2 separate regions of the Macaca mulatta genome follow, and region 2 is linked to region 1. A link is a contact called in public Hi-C data. All regions are on one chromosome and are shown on one strand. The core of a region is the stretch at or near the end of the contact, and the rest is flanking DNA. Distances in the headings are between cores, read along the strand shown. Region 1 holds the start of PCBP1 (poly(rC) binding protein 1). Region 2 holds the start of MXD1 (MAX dimerization protein 1).

Region 1 (6,520 bases), core at 2,281-4,780:
CCAGAGCCACAGATTCCAAGGTACAGTGACCTCTTTGCCAGATCACAGCATCACCCAAGGTTCCTATATGACATGTTATCAACCCCAAGACACATTACAATTTAACCAACGGCCAAACGTGGGCTACCGAAGGGAGAAACTGTAAGACTCTGGGGGAAGGAGGGAGGCTAACAGCTGGGGAAGTTGGGAAAGGGAAAGCTTCTCTGAGGAGGTGCATTAAGTCCCAGGAATACATAACAGGAAATTATGGAAATATTTCAGTAGGTAGACTTGGGAAGAAAAACCTGATGGATAAAATTTTCTCTAGGGAACAGAAATAAGTTAGATTTATAAGACCAGAAGGCTTTGGTTGAACATTCCTTGATTATATGCAATTTAGTCCTTTTGTTGTAACCTGAGTTTCTAACACTTGGTAATATTAATTCCCTTATCTATTGTCTCCCTATGAGACAGGACCTTCTGCAGAGACCACATCTAGTTTAGTGGTTAAGTATGGAGTCTCTGGACTCAGATTGCCTAAATTCAAATCCTTGCTTTACCACTTAATAGCTGTGTGACCTTGGATAAATTCCTTCACCAATCTGTACCTCTGTACCACCCATTTCAGGAGGTTTTGTGAGGATTAAATGTGCATAAGCGATCACAACTTACTAATGGGTTTTTAATTACTTTATAACGTGTCCTTTTTATATATAAAGAATAGAAATTACCCAAGTATACTGCATGTAGCAACAAGTATTGTTTTGCAAAAATTTTGTTATACATGTGTGCATAAATGTCTTAAGTCAAAATGTAAAATTTGTTTCTTACAGTGTTTTCTTTAAAAATGTGAGACACTGAAGACATAAAATAAGGCTTAGAACAATGCCTAGCATACAGTAAGCACCTAGTGCTATAACTGTCATCGTTGCTGTTATGTACCTATTAAATGTGTTTGTAGAGTTATATAAGCCTACACGAAACCACTTTGGAAAATATATCTGATTGTAACGCAAGTTAAAGGCAAAGCCTTTCTCTTTGCCTCTCATATCCGCACAATCAGAGCCCTGCTCAGGCACCCGTTTGTTGCTTGACCCACCAGCTACGTGTTGCACTCAACTGAAGGGTCCATAGACTGACCTAACACTCTGTCATGCTCTGTCAATCTCTGCAGAGAAACGGAGGCTTCGTGCCAGAGTGAATTTATTTTTACCTGGCTGGTGTGCTGGGGTGGGGGAGGCAAGAGTCAAGCCCATGGGGAGCTGAGGGAAGCAAGTGAGTCATACAGAAAACTGTTTGCTCCCCCAGAGCCAGGTAGACTCACATGTGCCACAGACAAGGCCAGACCGACAGATACCTGAGCCTCTGGGCGGGCTGAATCATTTCCCCCTCCCTATCCTCACCAGACACTGCATAAGACAGCATTTCAGCCCGCCTGCCTGTTACAGGTGTAGCTCTTATCAGGAAAAGCTGGGAGCCGCCAGACAGACACAAAAGGGGGCTGACTACACAACAAAGGTTACCTCAAGGGCTCATTTAAATGACAAGCTCACCTAAACGTTTAAAATAGTATTTAAATTCCAAAACCCTGATTTACAGAAAAATCTGGAAAATGTGCTCACCAGTAAGGAAATCTGGAGGTCCATCCCCGACATTGTGTGACCTTGAATTAGGCACTTCATCTTTATGTTTAAGTGTCTTCCTCTGTTCAAAAAAGAGAGAAAGAGATAAGAACACCTACCTCAGAGGATCATGGTAAAAATTAAAGATAGAATACGGTGAAATGCCTTGCATCGGATGTGCTGGCACTGGCCAATGCACAATAAACGCCTGTCCCTTCTAAACTAAGAGTGAACACTGAATTGTGGTAAACTATTAGTAAGATTCACCGGCCAACCGGCCTATGAAAAAGTCAGAGGCATTCTGGTCTCTTCGTATTTCTCGTTCTCTCCAGCACAACGGCCCATGCTAGGAAGTCTAGAAAAGCAGTAATTTATCTCATTCTTTAAATTAAGCAGAGGTTTCTAAACGCTTTGGTACTGTGGGGACCCAAATTATCCCTTGATACTGCCCCCTATTATTCATCGTTAAGCTTTAAAAAGGCGAGAGATTAAATATTGTGCCTACATTTTACAGTTATTCGCGTTCCCGTTTCAAATTAAAGGGAGGGAAACGCGTTAAAATTAGGCTTCCGAGCTTCAGACCAGCCTGTGGGGTTTTCTAGGTCATAAAACTCGCGGAGCGGGAAAGGCCCCGGGGAGGAAGGGGGGTACATTCCAGAGCTTTCGGGCCGACCCCAATTTCTCGTTGGCGACGAATGCTAGCCACGTGTCGCCATTTTGTGTTCAGGCAACATGGCGGCCGCCCCTCGGGGAAGGAACGGGGAAGGCGGAGTAGCGCCACGTTAGCCGCTTTCCCTGAGGGATTCTGAAGCACGTTGTGCACGGGGCCCTTGCTGGTCTGGCTTAGCCCGAGGAGGAAGGGGAAAGGGCAGAAATCACAACTCGTATGCCAGCGTCTTAAACGACACTTCCTCAGCGGGAGGAACCTGCAAAAAAGGCCTTCCAAGATGGCGGGCCACGGGGCCGCCCCCGGAGAGTCGGGTGCGGTGGCTGCGCCCATGGGCCCGAAAGGCAGCCGCGGGAGCCCAGGCCGCGCGGGAAAAGCCGCAGAAACGTCCTGAAGCCCCGGCCGGCATCCCCTGAATAAACAAGGCCTCCATTGGCGCACACTATTGTTTCTAATGTCGGAAAAGGGTGCCGCGGTGGAAACGACCCAAGGGCAGGAGGTGGGGTTTCTGTGGCTTTAACCGAAAGAAACTTGCGAAACGCAAACAAAGCATTATGTAAATGGACGCCATTCCTTCCAGGACCACGTTTCTAGCACGCCCCGCAAACAGCAGAGCCGCGATTCGAGAGGCGGTAGTGAGCGGGTTTCGGTCTTTCTGCCCACCGGCCGCCGCCGGGGGGCAGGGGCCGGGGTGGGGGTCGATGAGGCGCGCCCGGACGCCGGGGACGAAAAGGCCCCACGTGCCCGCCCGCGCGCACCCGCTCTGCAGGCCTCGCCTCGCCGCCCCTCCCCCGCCGGAAGACGGCGTCTGCCCCTCCCATCCCCCCACACCCTCGCGCACGCGCCCTGGTCACCTTGCGCGCACGTTTTAAACCCGCGGCGTCCCGGCTTGTGCCTGCAGTTTCCACCTGGGCTGCCCGTGTCGTTCCTCGCACGACCCCCCCCTATGTAGGGCAGGAAAATAATGTCTGTCCCCCATACACAACACTAGTATTTTCAGTCACCCGCCAGTGCCGTTAGAGTTAATAAAATACGTAATCATTTTAAAACTTTGCCGGACTCACAGTTTCCGCCCATAGTGCGCTTGATTTTCACTACTGCAGTGTCAGAAGGGTTTTTTTTTTAAGGACCATGTGAGGGTTGGCGCAATCTTGTGACCTAAAAAAGACGGGTCCTCATTTTTTTTCAAGGGGTCCTGCGCAGCAAGCACTTCCGGGGTCAGAGGGTACGCGGGGTTGAAAGCGGGCTTCCCGCCCCGCCCAGACCGCCGAGGCTGCCGCCGGAGTCGCCACCGCCGCGCCCTCGCCCACCCGCCCGCCCGCCGCTCCCGGCCCCGCTCGCCCCCTCCGCCGCCGCCGCCCGCCCCTGCGACTACGCTGCGGCCTCCCGCCCGCTCCCGCTCGCTCCCGCGGCCCTCGCTCGCCTCGCGCCGGCAGTTTTGGGCCTACACCTCCCCTCCCCCCGCCAGCCGCGAAAGACTTGACCACGTAACGAGCCCAACTCCCCCGAACGCCGCCCGCCGCTCGCCATGGATGCCGGTGTGACTGAAAGTGGACTAAATGTGACTCTCACCATTCGGCTTCTTATGCATGGAAAGGAAGTAGGAAGCATCATTGGGAAGAAAGGGGAGTCGGTTAAGAGGATCCGCGAGGAGAGTGGCGCGCGGATCAACATCTCGGAGGGGAATTGTCCGGAGAGAATCATCACTCTGACCGGCCCCACCAATGCCATCTTTAAGGCTTTCGCTATGATCATCGACAAGCTGGAGGAAGATATCAACAGCTCCATGACCAACAGCACCGCGGCCAGCAGGCCCCCGGTCACCCTGAGGCTGGTGGTGCCGGCCACCCAGTGCGGCTCCCTGATTGGGAAAGGCGGGTGTAAGATCAAAGAGATCCGCGAGAGTACGGGGGCGCAGGTCCAGGTGGCGGGGGATATGCTGCCCAACTCCACCGAGCGGGCCATCACCATCGCTGGCGTGCCGCAGTCTGTCACCGAGTGTGTCAAGCAGATCTGCCTGGTCATGCTGGAAACGCTCTCCCAGTCTCCGCAAGGGAGAGTCATGACCATTCCGTACCAGCCCATGCCGGCCAGCTCCCCAGTCATCTGCGCGGGCGGCCAAGATCGGTGCAGCGACGCTGCGGGCTACCCCCATGCCACCCATGACCTGGAGGGACCACCTCTAGATGCCTACTCGATTCAAGGACAACACACCATTTCTCCGCTCGATCTGGCCAAGCTGAACCAGGTGGCAAGACAACAGTCTCACTTTGCCATGATGCACGGCGGGACCGGATTCGCCGGAATTGACTCCAGCTCTCCAGAGGTGAAAGGCTATTGGGCAAGTTTGGATGCATCTACTCAAACCACCCATGAACTCACCATTCCAAATAACTTAATTGGCTGCATAATCGGGCGCCAAGGCGCCAACATTAATGAGATCCGCCAGATGTCCGGGGCCCAGATCAAAATTGCCAACCCAGTGGAAGGCTCCTCTGGTAGGCAGGTTACTATCACTGGCTCTGCTGCCAGTATTAGTCTGGCCCAGTATCTAATCAATGCCAGGCTTTCCTCTGAGAAGGGCATGGGGTGCAGCTAGAACAGTGTAGGTTCCCTCAATAACCCCTTTCTGCTGTTTTCCCATGATCCAACTGTGTAATTTCTGGTCAGTGATTCCAGGTTTTAAATAATTTGTAAGTGTTCAGTTTCTACACAACTTTATCATCCGCTAAGAATTTAAAAATCACATTCTCTGTTCAGCTGTTAATGCTGGGATCCATATTTAGTTTTATAAGCTTTTCCCTGTTTTTAGTTTTGTTTTGGGTTTTTTGGCTCATGAATTTTATTTCTGTTTGTCGATAAGAAATGTAAGAGTGGAATGTTAATAAATTTCAGTTTAGTTCTGTAATGTCAAGAATTTAAGAATTAAAAAAAACGAATTGGTTAAAAAATGCTTCATATTTGAAAAAGCTGGGAATTGCTGTCTTAAACTCTTTGTTGGTGCCTTTTTTTCCCTCCCCTTTTAGCCTGAGGTGTTTGGAGGGAGGAGGGAGAAGGGTGGGCCCGTCCTTGGTATTCTCTGAAGCTCTTCTCACCTTATCGGTAAGATTCCATTCCCTCTGTGCCCCAACAAAGGAACATAGCAGGCTGGGCCTGCTTTGGGATGTTTCCAGGGACAGAGGGGTTCAAGTTCCAGAGAGAGGCCTCATGCCCATTTCTCTGGTAGAAACAAGGTTTTCGCGAGGGGAAAAGGTGTGCCCACTCAGTAGGACCTCTGAATGGCAGAGCGTCCTCTCCATCTAACCAGTTCCCCCCACCCCCACCTCACAGGATAAACTTAGGAACAAAAAAAATATTCTGGAGTGGGAGGAGCCTGGGGAAGGGGTGTGGGGGGGAGGGAAAGGAAGGGAGGGCAGTGGGCGGTGGGGGGGATTGGGGGCTTGGAGGAGGGTAACAGCTGCCGGGTGGTGGTGGGACTAGAGGGGTCTTGGTTGGGCAGCAGGGATGGGAAGGGGGGAGGGGATAGTACCAACGAGACGCACGTGTCAAGCATGCACCTGTGGCAAGCAGCCTGTCAGAGGATGTTATTACACCTGCCAAGTGGTGTATCCAGAAACAAAAGAGGCCCAGTTTCCAATTCTTCAGCTGTGTGCAATGTTTAGAGAATCACTATACCAGGAAATAATCCTGCCTAAATGGGTCAGTCCTCACAAGGTGGGAATGTAGACCAATGCAGTGACTATAACCTAACAATGATCTGCGTGTTAAAGATGCAGATTCCTCTGTCCCACCCCAAAACTAATCAGCTGCATTTTTAACAAACACCCCAAAGGAGTCTTAAGATTTGAATGCCACTGATTGTCTTCAGTGGAGGAGAAAGATCCCGCTGTGAAGGCCGTAGCAGCCTCACGCCCACGTCAGCCAATGGGACTATCCCTGACCTGATGAGAAGGAAAACTGCTAGGCAAAGGCAACATTGGAAACAATAGTATGAGAAAATAGAGCCTGAGATGAGGGAAAGAAGAAACAATAGTATCAAACAATAGACCAGTAGGTGCCAAAGTGGGTAGTTCAAATCCCAGGCACTATGGGAGATCACTCATGGCAAAGAGAAGTTCCTGTGGGAAGGGAGTATTATCCACAGTAAATATTTGTTGAGGCTTATTATGTGGTCACGCAGGGTTAGGCAAGCAGTCACTGAAAGGAGCTCAAATTCTGGAGTTAGACTTGCTTTCAAATTTGAGTTCTGCCT
Region 2 (7,125 bases), core at 1,352-3,851, 200 kb before region 1:
CTCTTTAAAAACTGTTAGATCCTTTTGTAGTTCATAAACATAGTAATTAGGTGTTCCCATTCATGTGTGAGACGTGCCCCCCAAAGAGCTTGTTACAGCATTGGCACATTACCTGTCTGATGGGGAGAAAAAAAATACTGTTATATTTCTACCTTCATTTCCAACTTTGTATTGTACCTTGAAAACCTTTACCTACAGTATGTGTATTTCATTAGTATTTTCCTAAAGAATCAGTTTTTAGATCCAGTTAACCACTGAAACCAGAATATGCCTATATGTCAGGCATGATTTACTACATGTTTATTCTATTTATTGAGTTGATTTAATTTTAGTGGGTTTGTGGACCATTAAAAAATACATGTTTAACATTTCCTACCATAATTACATTTACACCTTTGTCTTTTTCTTCAGTACTTGAGTTGTCAGTGTTTTGTGACTCAGTCTGGAAATCTGTTTAAACCACCTTGTCTTTATACAACTACCAACAGGAGGATTGGTAATTTGGGCTCTGGGTGAGATAGACCTAGATTCAGTTTCCATGTCTGCAGCTGAATGCATGACAAGGAAAATCATTTAGCCTCCCTGGGCCTCAGTTTCTTCACTTGCAAAATGTAATTAACACAACCTACCTCATGGAGCTATGTTGAAGATTAGAGATAATGTAGGTATGATGCCTACACATAGTAAGCTATTATATATTGGCAACAATAATAAACTTAAAAAAAAAAAGAAATATGTTCATGCTTTACTCATTTGTATTTTGGGGACTCAACCTACCAAGAACTTCATTTCTACTTTTAAAATTGGAGCTGTCTGTCAGGACATTGGCAGTGTAGCTTGGTTTGCCATATAGCTTTCATCTCAAAAATTTTGATAGGTTTAGGGAACAATCTTTAAACTTTTTAGTTTTCTATACATAACATTCTATTAAGCATTTATATTGGTACCACCCCATGCGGAAACACACCATTTGCAGACATCTTAAAGAGTATTCTTGGCCAGGCGCGGTGGCTCAGGCCTGAAATGCCAGCACTTTGGGAGGCCGAGGCTGGTGGATCACCTGAGGTCAGAGTTCGAGACCAGCCTGGGCAACATAGTGAAATCTCGTCTCTACTAAAAATACAAAAATAAGCTGGGCGTGGTGGTGGGCACCAGTAATCCCAGCTACTCAGGAGATTGAGGCAGGAGAATCGCTTGAACCGGGCGGGAGAAGGAGGTTGCCGTGAGCCGAGATTGCGCCATTGCACTCCAGCCTGGCCGACAAGAGCAAAACTCCCTTTCAAAACAAAAAAAACAAAAAACCCCCAATAATCTTGTGAGTGCCTTCATCTAGAATTAAAAGGGAGGGGAAAACCCTAAAAGAGATTTAAGTCAAAGAATCTTAGAGTTTAATGCCATTCTGTAGGTTCACAAAGTCTCAGCTTTAAAAACCCACTCGCGTGAAAGGAATTAATTATTCCATCATTTCCCGGGGATGGAGGGGGTGCGGAAAAGGCGCATGAGCTCAATGCTGTATATTGGAGCCCGATTCCAGCTCTTTCTTGAGGGCAGAAAAAACGCCAGGCGGCAAGCATTTAACAACCGCCAGGCTTTTCTTCTCAAGCCCCGCAGCAGCCACGTGGCGCCTGCCCGAGCTCCCGGCTCACCGGCCACTATCCTACACCGCTCTCCGGGATGATTCGCGGCTGGGCCCTCGCCAGCCGGAGTTCCGCGAAGCCCAGAACCTCCAGGGCCGCGGCCACCAGACCCAGGGCTCCGGCCCCGAACCCAAGCGGCGCAGAGCGCCCAGGCGACGCGAGGTGCCAGCCTTCCATTCGAGGGACGCCTGGCAGGTCCCCGGAAGTTTTCCCCGGGGACAGGTCTTGGCAACAGGTCCGAGGCGAGACCGGGTGGAGCCGAGCTCCGCGGCTGCCGGTGAATCAGCGCCGCCCAGCGCCGGACCGGCCCTCCCAGCCAATGCCACACCTGGTGAGGAGCAGGCAGGCCGCTGACCATCAGCCACTTAGGGCTCGCCTGAACTGGAGAAAGGTGACATCATCGTAGCTGGGAGGTTTCCGAAGGCTTCACCAATGGGAGACCGGCGAGGTGCTTGCCTGCTACAGCTCTTGGCCAATACTAACAAAGCAAAAGGGGGCCCGGGTTGTTGGTATAGAACCAATGGGAAACAAGGAAGGAGCACGAGGCGGAGTTGCGAATCCTGTCACCAATTGGAAAGAGGGGGTGGAGCCCGGGCCTTGTCAAGCGTGACCAACCAGCGAGAGGAGCGGACTTTGGGGGGTGGAGCCGTGAAGCCCTCTCCCAATCGCACAAGTTTGGGGGCGGGGCATTCTTTGGGGGGCCCAATGAGGAACGCGGCCGAAGCTGGCCTGTCAAGAGAAGGGGCTGGGGGCGGGGAGATGGTGAGTCGGGGATAAACACTCCGCGGCGGTGGCGGCTGCTGCTCTGCTCCGGGTTCTGTCACGGTGTCGGCGGTGCCCAGCTCACTGGCCCCCCTCCCTCTCTTGTCGAGCGTGGTTGCCAGAGAGGCTCCCTCAGCCCTGCTCCGCGGTGTCCACAGCGGGCTCCATAGCGGTCCGGCGGCGGCAGCGAGCCCGTGGGCAGTGGGGGTTGGTCCCGTGGCTCCGGCCCCCGGTGCAGAATGGCGGCGGCGGTTCGGATGAACATCCAGATGCTGCTGGAGGCGGCCGACTATCTGGAGCGGCGAGAGAGAGGTGCACGGGGACGGGAAGGGGTCCACTCGAACCGAGGCCGGGGGTCCTGTAGGGCCGGCCTCAGGTCCGGGCGCCCAGCCGCTCCGGGGGTGGTTGGAGGCGGGGAGACCGCGAGCGCTCCCAACCCCTCCGGCTCTCCCCACGCGCGGTCCGAAGGGAGGCCGCCGCTGCCCTAGAGCAATGAATCAGGTGGAGAAGGGGCTTTCGCCCGCCGGGGTCCCGAACGCCGCCCCTTCCGCAGTCCCTCCCGAATGGGTGGCCGGGGCCGCCTCCGATAGCCTCCCTGGTTTACCTCACCCGGGCTGGTCCCGGCCGGCCCCCAGGTGGGTCCAGCGCCCCAGTCTCCTGGGCAGAGGAGCAGCGCCTCACGGTGCTTGCCCCGCACCTTCGCCTGAGGCTGGTTCCACTTAACCCGCACCAACCTGCTGGACGTTGCCAGTGGGAAACCCAGGCTGCGTGAGCTTAGCCACTACTGTGTCTTTCTCAACAATGAGCAGCTGGAATCCTCTTTACACCTGCTCCGAACTGAGGGTATTCACACAATGTTGTTGTTTTTTTTTTTTTTTTAATCATTGTTCTCAGAATTCCACCTTACTCCATTTAATTATTTCCACAATATTCTTTTAAAGATAAATAAAGGAAAAAGGAAATACTGTAGAGAGGAGAGAGTATTAAATATTCTGGGCCCATTCATTAACTGGATCCTCCTGTTTTCTAGAAGCTGAACATGGTTATGCCTCCATGTTACCATACAATAACAAGGACAGAGATGCCTTAAAACGGAGGAACAAATCCAAAAAGAATAACAGCAGTAGCAGGTAATTTGGTAAATACTTCTTTCTGTCTTTTAGATTATATTGTAGGTGACACAAACTGCTGAATGTAAGTTGCCTGTTGTGATTATAACCCTATAAAATTACATTGTGGCCGTCATGATTCAGTAATGTACACATGGACTTAAGACCTTGTAGGAAGCTGTTTCTGTTTGGGTTGAGGGAACTGAAAAGAAAAATAGAAATGTTTTACATTTTTTATGAACTTTATTCAAAATTTAATTTCGCTTTTCTTCCCTTTTGGAACAAAAAAATCTGTGAAAGCTTCAAGTGAGATTAGCAATGGTGACAATATTTTCCCTTCAGAAGTTGCAGATCAGGGCAAGTTTTCTATAAGTCAAAATGCTGGACATTATCCATTTCTTTTACTTTTCGTTGTAATGATTTTATAAACACATTAAAGTACCTGATTTGGCATAAGTGGTAGGATCTCATACTTGACATGTAAATTAAATACAGTGGTTTGTTTGATACTCTAATTTGTCACCTCTATTTGTAGTGGCAAAGAGGAATGATTGAGGTTAAAACCTACCTCTTTAGTGATAGAGGAATATATAATACCGAAATATTAATATGCTACAACCTTTCCATGTTAGTCTTATAGATTGTCTTATACCATAGTTCTTAAAAGCTGTGAATCTCACTGGAGATTTGGTTAATGGTCAGTTAAATCACATATTAAAGTCCTGTGCATAGTTTCTGGTACATGTAAATAGTCCATCAATGTTACTGCCCTTTTTCTCCCTTCTTTGCCCTTAAAATGTAGTTGGCTAGGAAATTCGTTTTATTAGATCCCTTCAACTATACCTTTCCTGCCAGTAAATTAAAAGCATTGATTTTTTCGTCACTGGTTTAGAATCCTCATCCCTCCCTCACCCTCATGAATAACTCCTTGCAAGTATCTATTTGATATTCTCTGTGGCTTAATACAGACCAGGAATTTCCCACTTAAACCTAAAAATCACTTGTTCTTGCTGCGTCTTCTGTACTTGGTTCACCTCATTAGTATCGTTGGTGGAACCACAGGATGTGAGCAGCATTACTTGTGCCATGCCCTTGAATAAAAATGGCACATGAAGAATCAACCTGGTAATTACTTGGTGGGTTTTGCTTGTCCTCTAATCTTAGCATTACCTGAAGGTGGTAGCCTGTAGTTTTGTGCATGGATATGAAGGCACTTTAAGAAGGTTGTTAATACTGACTTGTAATATGCAATGGTATAAAAACAATTCAGCTGTGTTGCATTTTAATACAGTATTTTTTTTAATTTGTTTAAAAGAATTTTGAGGCCTTTCAGTTAATTTTTCTGGAAAAACATAGTCCATTTTGGCTTTTATTATTGTCCACTAATGATTTGAGAGGAATTGTCCATGTTACTTATTTAGGCTTAATACCTTAACACCTTATTTTTTTCCTTAGTTTCACAGGAAGGTTGTAGGGGATGTTCACTAGTGGGGATAAAAAAATGAGATGTTGAAGTGGTTTGGTCCCAAAAGGTGATTAGGAAAGAAAAATAATAGTAGTTAAGAATCTTAAGCCAAGAAATGGATTCTTTCTAGTAGAAAGAATCAGTACTATGCCAAAAAAAAAAAAAAAAAAAAAAAAAAGGGCTACAAATTCTTCTGTTAATGGGTTGGTTTGCTTTCCATGGTTAGAGACAGGGGATTATCACAGTTGTCCATATACTTGACTGTTAGTGAGTTAGTGTAATATATTCAGTAGTGTAAGGATTTCTGAGAGACCATGATTAAACCTAGAGGTAGCACCAGGCACACGTGTGAGGCAGGAGCAGGTAGTTTTCTTTCAGTGTGATCATTTCCTTCATGACCCATTTGGAATAGCTCCTTTTTTGAGGAACAAGCAATCATAACGGAGAAAGCAGCTTGACCCCATGGTTTGAATCAGCTTTATATCCTCAGCCATGTATGGTCAGAATTTTGAACTGAGGTAAAGGATAGGGAGAGATTACTGCTGGTTTACATAACCCTTGGATAACAGTTTACTCTTGTTCATACAGGTTGAAAATGCTGTGCTTTTTGCTTGTAGAGTCTGGGGAGGTACTTTTCCTTAGACAATAAAGATAAGATTTAGCCACATAGGAAACTTCTTGGGAACTGAAAATGCAGATCTTATTCACGTTTCTCTAGTTGCTTATTAAAACAAAAACGAAAATGAAATTGTGAATATCAGTTGTTTTTGAAATTATCCGTAGGAAGATGGAAGTTTCTTTCCTACTGATTTTTGAAGTCAATTACTAATTATTTAGAATTGAAATCTAGAACTTTTTAAAAGTGTGTTTTGTTCAATGAGTAAAGCAAGCTTTGGCACTCATATGAAAGAGGAAGTTCAGGACTTGCCACCCAGTTGTTTTATAAGACAGTGGCTAGAGTGGCCTGACATGAGGAGTCTTTTTGAACCCAAGGATCTTTCCTGGTTATCTCAGATACGCCATAATTTGGCTTAGTTATTTTTTTATTAGAGTGTATTTTTAAATGGTGAAATTTGACCTTTATCAGTGATTCCAGAGTTATCCATTGTTTTCCATAATCACATGGAAAATAGTTTTGACACAAGGTATCAATGTGTTCTTATAATGCTTTAATTAAAAATGTAAATGTTTACCCATCAATGGAGGTGGCTGGCATCTCGGAACTCATCATTTTTTAAAGGGCTGCTTTTTATTAATAACTCAGTTTCAGTAAACTGGATACCCTTCAGTAATGCTCTAGCCATTCGCTATAAGTCCCCCTTGAAAAAGCACCATGTGTTTAACACTCTCAAGTAATCAAAGAAAATCTGTAGTTTTAAAAATTTTGTTCAAATTTTGGAAGAAGTTGTGCTTCCTATGGAGTTTGTTTAAAAGTTTATTTTGGGGATTCAAAATTTTACATGAGTATATAACTCTATTAGTTTATCTATATATTTTCAAAGAATCCAGAAATATTTTGGTAAGAATTTCCTGTGTACTGTTATTTTCTACTGTCTTCTCAACCTGTTCACTTTCCTCTCCTCCACCTACAAAGGATGGTCCTTGTCTACAGTGAAAGAGGGTAATCTGAACCAACTGTTGGCATATACTTTCATCCATTTTATTTTATTTATTTATTTATTTATTTTAGACAGAGTCTTGCTCTGTTGCCTAGGCTAGAATGCAGTGGCACCATCTCAGCTTACTACAGCTTCTACCTCCCGGGTTTAAGTGATTCTCCTGTCTCAGCCTCCTGAGTAGCTGGGATTACAGGCATATGTGACCATGCCTGGCTAATTTTTGTATTTTTAGTAAGGAAGGGGTTTCGCCATGTTGGCCAGGCTGGTCTCGAACTCCTGACCTAAGTTGTCCACCTACCTCAGCCTCCCACAGTGCTGGGATTATAGGCGTGAGCCACCGTGCCCATCTACTTTCATCTTTTAAAAAAAATCTGTCAGACTTTGAATTTACTAGTCCTGGTTAAAGTTAAAATGCCACGTGCTTTAGAGCCAAAGGTTTGCCGTATATGCCAGATACTTGTTAACTATAGTATCCTGTTGGCCACTGAAGGCAATAAACCTTCAGAACAATGTGACTGGAGAATGCTGAGGGA

Evidence for each region. A called contact is a pair of places that touch in the nucleus more often than the background predicts.
Region 2: a contact with region 1 is called in a Hi-C map of liver, with 5 times the contacts expected there. The contact joins the promoter of MXD1 here to the promoter of PCBP1 in region 1. A contact is called at or near these places in 4 of 14 Hi-C or Micro-C datasets (blood, fetal cortex germinal zone, fetal cortical plate and 1 more).

The regions. Positions count from the first base shown.
Region 1 is chr13:54,640,210-54,646,729 of T2T-MMU8v2.0, reverse strand. It overlaps PCBP1 (poly(rC) binding protein 1), which reads left to right and starts at 3,530. Exons shown (of 1, transcript XM_002799285.4): 1 at 3,530-5,219. The coding sequence starts at 3,797. The coding sequence ends at 4,867. It overlaps LOC106993001, which reads right to left and starts at 2,326. Exons shown (of 8, transcript XR_013402742.1): 1 at 2,107-2,326; 2 at 1,602-1,683.
Region 2 is chr13:54,835,679-54,842,803 of T2T-MMU8v2.0, reverse strand. MXD1 (MAX dimerization protein 1) reads left to right here and starts at 2,601. Exons shown (of 6, transcript NM_001260858.2): 1 at 2,601-2,711; 2 at 3,430-3,529. The coding sequence starts at 2,639. LOC114672043 (small nucleolar RNA U13) reads left to right here and starts at 19; the gene lies at 19-122.